Regions from separate parts of the Mus musculus genome. Here region 2 is linked to region 1. A link is a contact called in public Hi-C data. All regions are on one chromosome and are shown on one strand. The core of a region is the stretch at or near the end of the contact, and the rest is flanking DNA. Distances in the headings are between cores, read along the strand shown.

The links. Hi-C and Micro-C count contacts between places; a contact is called where the count stands out from the background.
Region 2: a Hi-C map of cortical neurons shows a contact between it and region 1, with 4 times the contacts expected there. The contact joins two enhancer-like sites. A contact is called at or near these places in 3 of 15 datasets of contacts at CTCF or cohesin (embryonic stem cells, large pre-B cells and stem cell-derived epiblast-like cells), 47 of 484 Hi-C or Micro-C datasets (B cells, the BV-2 cell line, CD4 T cells and 19 more), 9 of 115 datasets of contacts at active chromatin or transcription factors (SST interneurons, bone marrow-derived dendritic cells, differentiating embryonic stem cells and 3 more) and 1 of 9 other capture datasets (embryonic stem cells).

Annotation. Positions count from the first base shown.
Region 1 is chr14:19,919,129-19,922,024 of GRCm38.p6, forward strand. The region is part of intron 2 of Gng2 (guanine nucleotide binding protein (G protein), gamma 2); the gene reads right to left. Among named protein-coding and RNA genes, the nearest start is that of Gng2, 57 kb to the right of the region's middle. Within about 2 kb of position 1,318, at least 65 of the 459 cell types and tissues checked have an H3K27ac peak or open chromatin away from gene starts, as enhancers often do. A contact at or near this core is called in cortical neurons and neural stem cells, where this site is marked.
Region 2 is chr14:20,066,203-20,069,222 of GRCm38.p6, forward strand. No RefSeq gene overlaps it. Among named protein-coding and RNA genes, the nearest start is that of Saysd1, 15 kb to the right of the region's middle. Within about 2 kb of position 1,334, at least 28 of the 459 cell types and tissues checked have an H3K27ac peak or open chromatin away from gene starts, as enhancers often do. A contact at or near this core is called in cortical neurons and neural stem cells, where this site is marked.

The DNA of each region.
Region 1 (2,896 bases), core at 68-2,567:
GAGGCCCTCCATCTGTGGTACACCACTTTGACATCCTAGCCATGCTAAGATATGTAGGCAGGTGCAGTCACTCTTATTTTCTAATTAGAAACTGGAGTTCCAATAAGTTCACAAGTTCATTTTAACAGTAGACAAAGCTGTCAAGTAGACCCTTGGTTAGGAAATAAAGGTTTCTGATGAGGTCCTTAAAGCCAATCAAAAAAGAATAATGCTTGCTAAAAGTAATTCATACTAAAATGTGAAAAGCCAATATGTTACACTTACAGAGAGACACTTGCATTTAAAAAGGTTAATGGATTTATAATTACATGATGAAGGTGGGATGGGGGTAGGAACTGGATGTAGGTCTTTCTAAACAGAGAGAATCTTTATGATTTTTTTTTTTTAACTAACTGTCTTAGACTGAGGTGAGCCACAATTTGGGTCTGTGAGCCCATCCTGTCTCAGGCAACTTCTCTATTTTGCCCTAAATGCAAGAGCATCTTGCTTATCAGCTCATGCCTTATTAATAAAAAAGTTAAGCACAGTGAATGAAACTTGTACCATTCTCCCATCCGAAGAGGGTGGTAATATGGAACAGAATCCATTGAAAGTTTGCCAAGCAAATGTCTTTCCATTGAAATTGAAATCAAATACGCAGAGAGACTAGGAAAATAAAAATGTGTGTACCTCCAGACTTGCATATGCATGGCATAAAAATGTGTGTACCTCCAGACCTGCATATGCACGGCATAGCCAAACAAAGTAATCTGCCCCTTGGCTTCCAACAGAGCTGCGTGTCTCTGCCGCGTGCTGCCACAGTGCAGATCCATACCTCACGTTTCCTGGAAGCTGGGTTGTTCACTGTCATTCTGAGATTTACAGTGATGCTGGTGACAGCCCCTCACTGCAGTCCCCCTGGCTGTAGATGCCGGTGCTCTGCTAATCTACAACAGAAGGAAGCCTCACACAGAGGACAGCATTTCCTATCCGCTGACATTTCCTCTGCTCAAGGTGGTATTTTAAAATAAGAGTATTATGAAAAATAGACTGAACCCCACCACCACCACTCCCACCCCCAACCCCCCCATCACTGATCCACCCCCTGTATGCATTCCTCCTCCACATGTGGGAAACTATAAAGAAAGGCGTTTGCCAGACTGCCCAGCTCACAGATGCTATCTTCCTGTTTTAATAGGAGCTCTAGCAGCTACTCTGGGCAAATCCTGTTCCAAGTGTCCGCAGGGCGGCCCGGCCCTCACTCTGCACCACAGCCTTGCAAAGCGGCTGCCATCTCTCTCTGGATCACTAACCCACCCTCCCCACTGCTAAGGAATTGTCGGCTTGGGCGGAGTGAAAGGGGTCTTTGTGCACAGGAGGTCGTTATTTCTTCAGCAGACTCTCACATAAAGGCCTTTTTGTTTTGCACTCTAGAAAAGCTGAGCTCTTTCCCAAGTCTTTGGAGAGGGCGGGGATGCCAAACGCAGGAAGGACTCTGTGGGAGAACGTGCAAAACTGGTGATGTGGAGGTCTAGTGGTGGCCCTCATAGGATGGTCCTCGTCAGGGAGTTGAGCCCGTTTTCCAAGGTGAGGGTGATGGTGTCCAGTTGTTGCTAGGAAGTGGAGACAGGGCTCAGAGACCGATTCAGAATAGACATGGTGACTCACAGCTATGATCCCAGCACGTGGGGGGCCAAGGCAGGAGGATAAAGACCTGAAAGCGAACCTGGGCTACACAGTGAGACTGTCTCAACTAACCAAAGATTTACAAGCAAATTATTTTAGCTTGGTACCACAAAAAAACAGTTCTTGGGTTGTTTGTTTCCACCTGTGTGCATGGTTGGGTACACACCTGCCAGTTTGTACGTGTGCACAGAGTGTGGAGGTCAGAGATAGCACAGAGGCAGAGCCTCCCAAAACTGTATTAGACAGTCCAAAACCATTTTGCAGAAGGCAGGAGAGGCTAACCTCAGACACAGAGAGCTATTTTTCTATTTACTTTGAAACAGGATCTTCTGTCATCTAGGCTGGCCTTGGATCCGTATGTAGATGAAGCTGGCTTTGAACTCCTGATCTTCCTGCATGTACCTCTCAAGGCTGGGATTACAGACATGCACTACCACACCCAGTTGATGTGATGCTGGGGACGGAACCCAGGCCTTTATGTATGCTGAGCAAGCACTCCACTAACTGGACTATATACTCTCAGAGTTAGCTTATTCTTTATCAACTTAGCACTTAACATAACTTATCATTATATCCAAGTGTTATATAAAAGGTGAAATTATGATGTTTATCCTGAAGATGCTAAAGAAAACATGGGGAAAATGACAAGTCCTTAGTGATGGGCACATCATGAAGCCACGAGAACTCAATGCTGGCTAGCTTGAAGCCGAATTGGGTTACTGAAACAGTCTCCACGGGAGACAGGCATCACTGGAGGGAATGCTTCGATGCCTAAACCAGAGGGCTGTACTAGGGTCCCAGACTGGCACACTCTTCACCCTTACACCGTCTTCTGTCTGTGTATTTGTGGGTCTGCAGTTTTGCTTCACAGTAGTCTGGTCCTTAGAAGAAGTGGCATGCTTTTGGGGGATGTGATCATAGTCTTGCAGGCACTATTCTAAATACTAAGTTAACTCAGTGGCTCTCTCTAGTATATGGTGAGCATTAATGTGACCCAACCTCATTGTTTAGGAAATGGACTCAGACATAGTGAGAAGACCACCTGGACGCACAGTTTGCAGGTGGCTGAGCTGGGATAAAAACGCTTGCAGACTGGATACAGGATATGAACTTTGATCTCATCCAGCCTCTTAGGCGTTTGAATCCAAATGGATCTTAGAGATAATCTTAATTATTTCACTCTAAAGGAGAAAAAAAATGAGCCTCTAGGAAGTCGGGCAGGCCATCTAGA
Region 2 (3,020 bases), core at 84-2,583, 150 kb after region 1:
GATAGAGTTCTTTGGTTATGCTCATAAATAAAGCTAAGGATTTTAGTATTGATAAATGTAGTGATATGTTTAAATTTAGGGTCAGGTATCATTATAGATATTGCTAGTGTTACAGCTTTGGTTGCAATAGTTTTATGGGTATTTCTAGGGTTGTTTGTATCAGGTTTCTATGGTTTGCTATTTGGTCTTGTTCTGTGTTAATTTTATAGTTAGCACTTATATGAAGAGAAGAATATGTATTGTTTAAGAATGGTGTTAGGTTAGGGTTACTTTCAGGTTAGGGTTATATCTGGCATTTGTGCCAATGTTAAGGCTAAGTAGACTTAAAGATGGAGAAAGGATAGGCCTATAGTTATGGAATAGACTACATTTAAGATTAGGTCTAGGTTTAGCATTGGAATAGGACTAATCTAGGTTCAGGTTAGGGTTAGACCTAAGTTTAGGCTTAGGCTTGGGTTTAGACTATTGGTTATATTAGGTATAGGGTAGGTTTGGGTGTAGGATTAGCATTAGTGTTAGTTTTAGGATTAGCATTAGGGATAGGGATAGTCTAGATTCAGTTATAGCTACGATTAGAATTGGGTTAGACACAGGGTTAGAGTTATGGTTAAGGTTGAGGCTGCATATAAGTGATCTACTTGCTGATCACAGTGATCATTGTGCCTTTCCTCATGCCAGGCCTTTACTCTGACACTGTGAACTGTATCCCTCAGAAACCATAAGCTTGACGAAATGCTTTCTTTGATATAAAAATAGAATTTGTAATTAGACACAAAAATAAAGTGCCAAGCCCCATGTTACCTGTAACACTGTCAACTTGAAGCAGCCATGTAGAGACAGAATGGATAAGTGCACACTCGAGGCCAGAACCACCAGGGACACTGCGGGAAAGTACAGATTTCTGTGCGCAGGTGACAGCACATTTTGAGAAGACAGAATGGCATTTGCATGTGTTTGCATCAATGCACATGTGCACGCAAGCATGCATGTGTACACACACTGCAATAAAAAGTTAAAACATAAAAATACATGCTATCATACCATCTGCAGATAAAAATGATTTACCTCTTCTTTTTCTAACCCTGTGCCCTAACTAAAGCCTTCAGTATAACACTGATATGCTAGGGCCCCATTCCATCTTCTAATTCACAGTAGTGAGAGGGCTTGAAATATCACCTTCCTCCATTCTTAACACAGCGTATAAAGGCAGTTCCCACTCAACAGGTAGGGAAAGGAAGGGAGGTGTTTCTGCGACCTCTTCTGGCAAAAGGTCTTCATATATTTGGCCTTAGGAAGTGAAAATGTGCATACCAGGTATGGGGTGCCACCTTGTGGACATAAGAATTTAGTGCCTCTGAGCAGCATCTTCTGCTGCTTTGTCCACTCTTAAAGCTGATGAGATAAAGGTGGGTCGCCCTCACCACAGCACATTTTCTCTCTCACACAGAAACACAGCTGTCGTAGTGTTCTACTGCTGTGAGGAGCTGCCATGATCGTGGCAACTCTTATAAAGGAAAGCATTTCTTCTGGGGTTTTGTGGGCCTGAGTACCAGAGATTTCTGTGGAAATCTCTGGCCAGGCCTGGTGCGAGGAAGCGAATGCGGTCAGGGAGGGGTAATTGCTTCCCCGCTTCCGGGCCTCCGTCTCCGCCATGCAGTAATTCCATGCTACCCTGCACTGAGTCGGGTCAGGCTGGGCTGATGAGAAGCCGACTAGCCAGTGAGGAGTGCGGCAGGGCCTCAGGCGGCGCTTCAGGAGAGTAGATCTCAAGTGTTACAGCTCTTAGGACAAAAGTCTTGGACGACAGAGTAGTTCTCCCACCCCTAATCCTTCTGTATAGGATTCTTATATACAGTTTTGAGATGGGTAAGGGTCTGACAGCAGGTATTTCTCATTGGTTTGGTCTGAGAGCTTTGGGGAAACCTTATTTGCTTGTGGGAGGGCTTGGTGCTATTCCTGTGATGGCCACGTACCTCTCTCTGCGGGGGTGGGGGTGGGGTGGGGGGAGGCTGAAGCTACAAGACAGGAGTCAAGGACCCAGGAGGCGTGGCCGAACACATGCCATCCCATGCAGATAAAAGTCACCACCCATAGGGTCGCCGGGGTTCCAGACCTTTGCTCAACTTGAGACCAGGCTGTCTGTGCACAGCCCACCGCCCCACAGGGTTTGTTTACAGTTCAGAGGTTCAATCCATTATCATCATGGTGGGAAACATGGCAGCCTGCACATAGACATGGTGCTGGATTTGAAAAGTTCTACATCTAGATCTGCCAGCAACAGGAAGAGAGAGTTACTGGGCTGGCTTAAGCATTTGAAAACCTCAAAACCCACCCCCAGTGACATACTTCCCCCAGCAAGACCCACCTCACAATAGCGCCACCCCCTGGAGACCAAGCATTCACATCTATGTGTCTATGGGAGGCATTCAAACCACCACATTCCACTCCCTGGCCCCTACAGGCTTGTAGCCACATCATAGTGCAAATGTGCGTTCAGTCCAACAAGTCTCCATAGTCTAGGAAGGTCTCAACACTGTCTGCAAGTCCAAAGTCCAAAGCCTCGTCTGAGACTCACGGCAATCTCCTAACTTTAATCCCCTACAAAATCAAAATAGAAAAGCAGACCACATACTTCAAACATACAATGGTACAGAATATAAATTACCATTCTAAAAGGAAGAAACGGGAGCACAGTAAGGAAAGAATGGACCAGAAAGACCTAAAACCAGCAGGGCACACTCCAAACTCTGTGTCTTCGTGTCTGATGTCAAAGCACTCTTCAAATCTCCAAGTCCTTTCAGCTTTGTTGACTGCAGCACACCTCTCTCTTGGGCTTGTCCCACCCTGTTATTAGCGCTCCTTGGCAGGTACCCCACAACTCTGCCATCTCCAATGTCTTGGGGTCTCCAAGGCTCCCCCTTCACAGTTCCATGCAGGAACACCCTTGACACATGTCTGGCCTCAGCAGCTTTCCTTAACTTTTCTATCCTTGACTCCAAAGTCAGAGCCAAGTGGCTGAA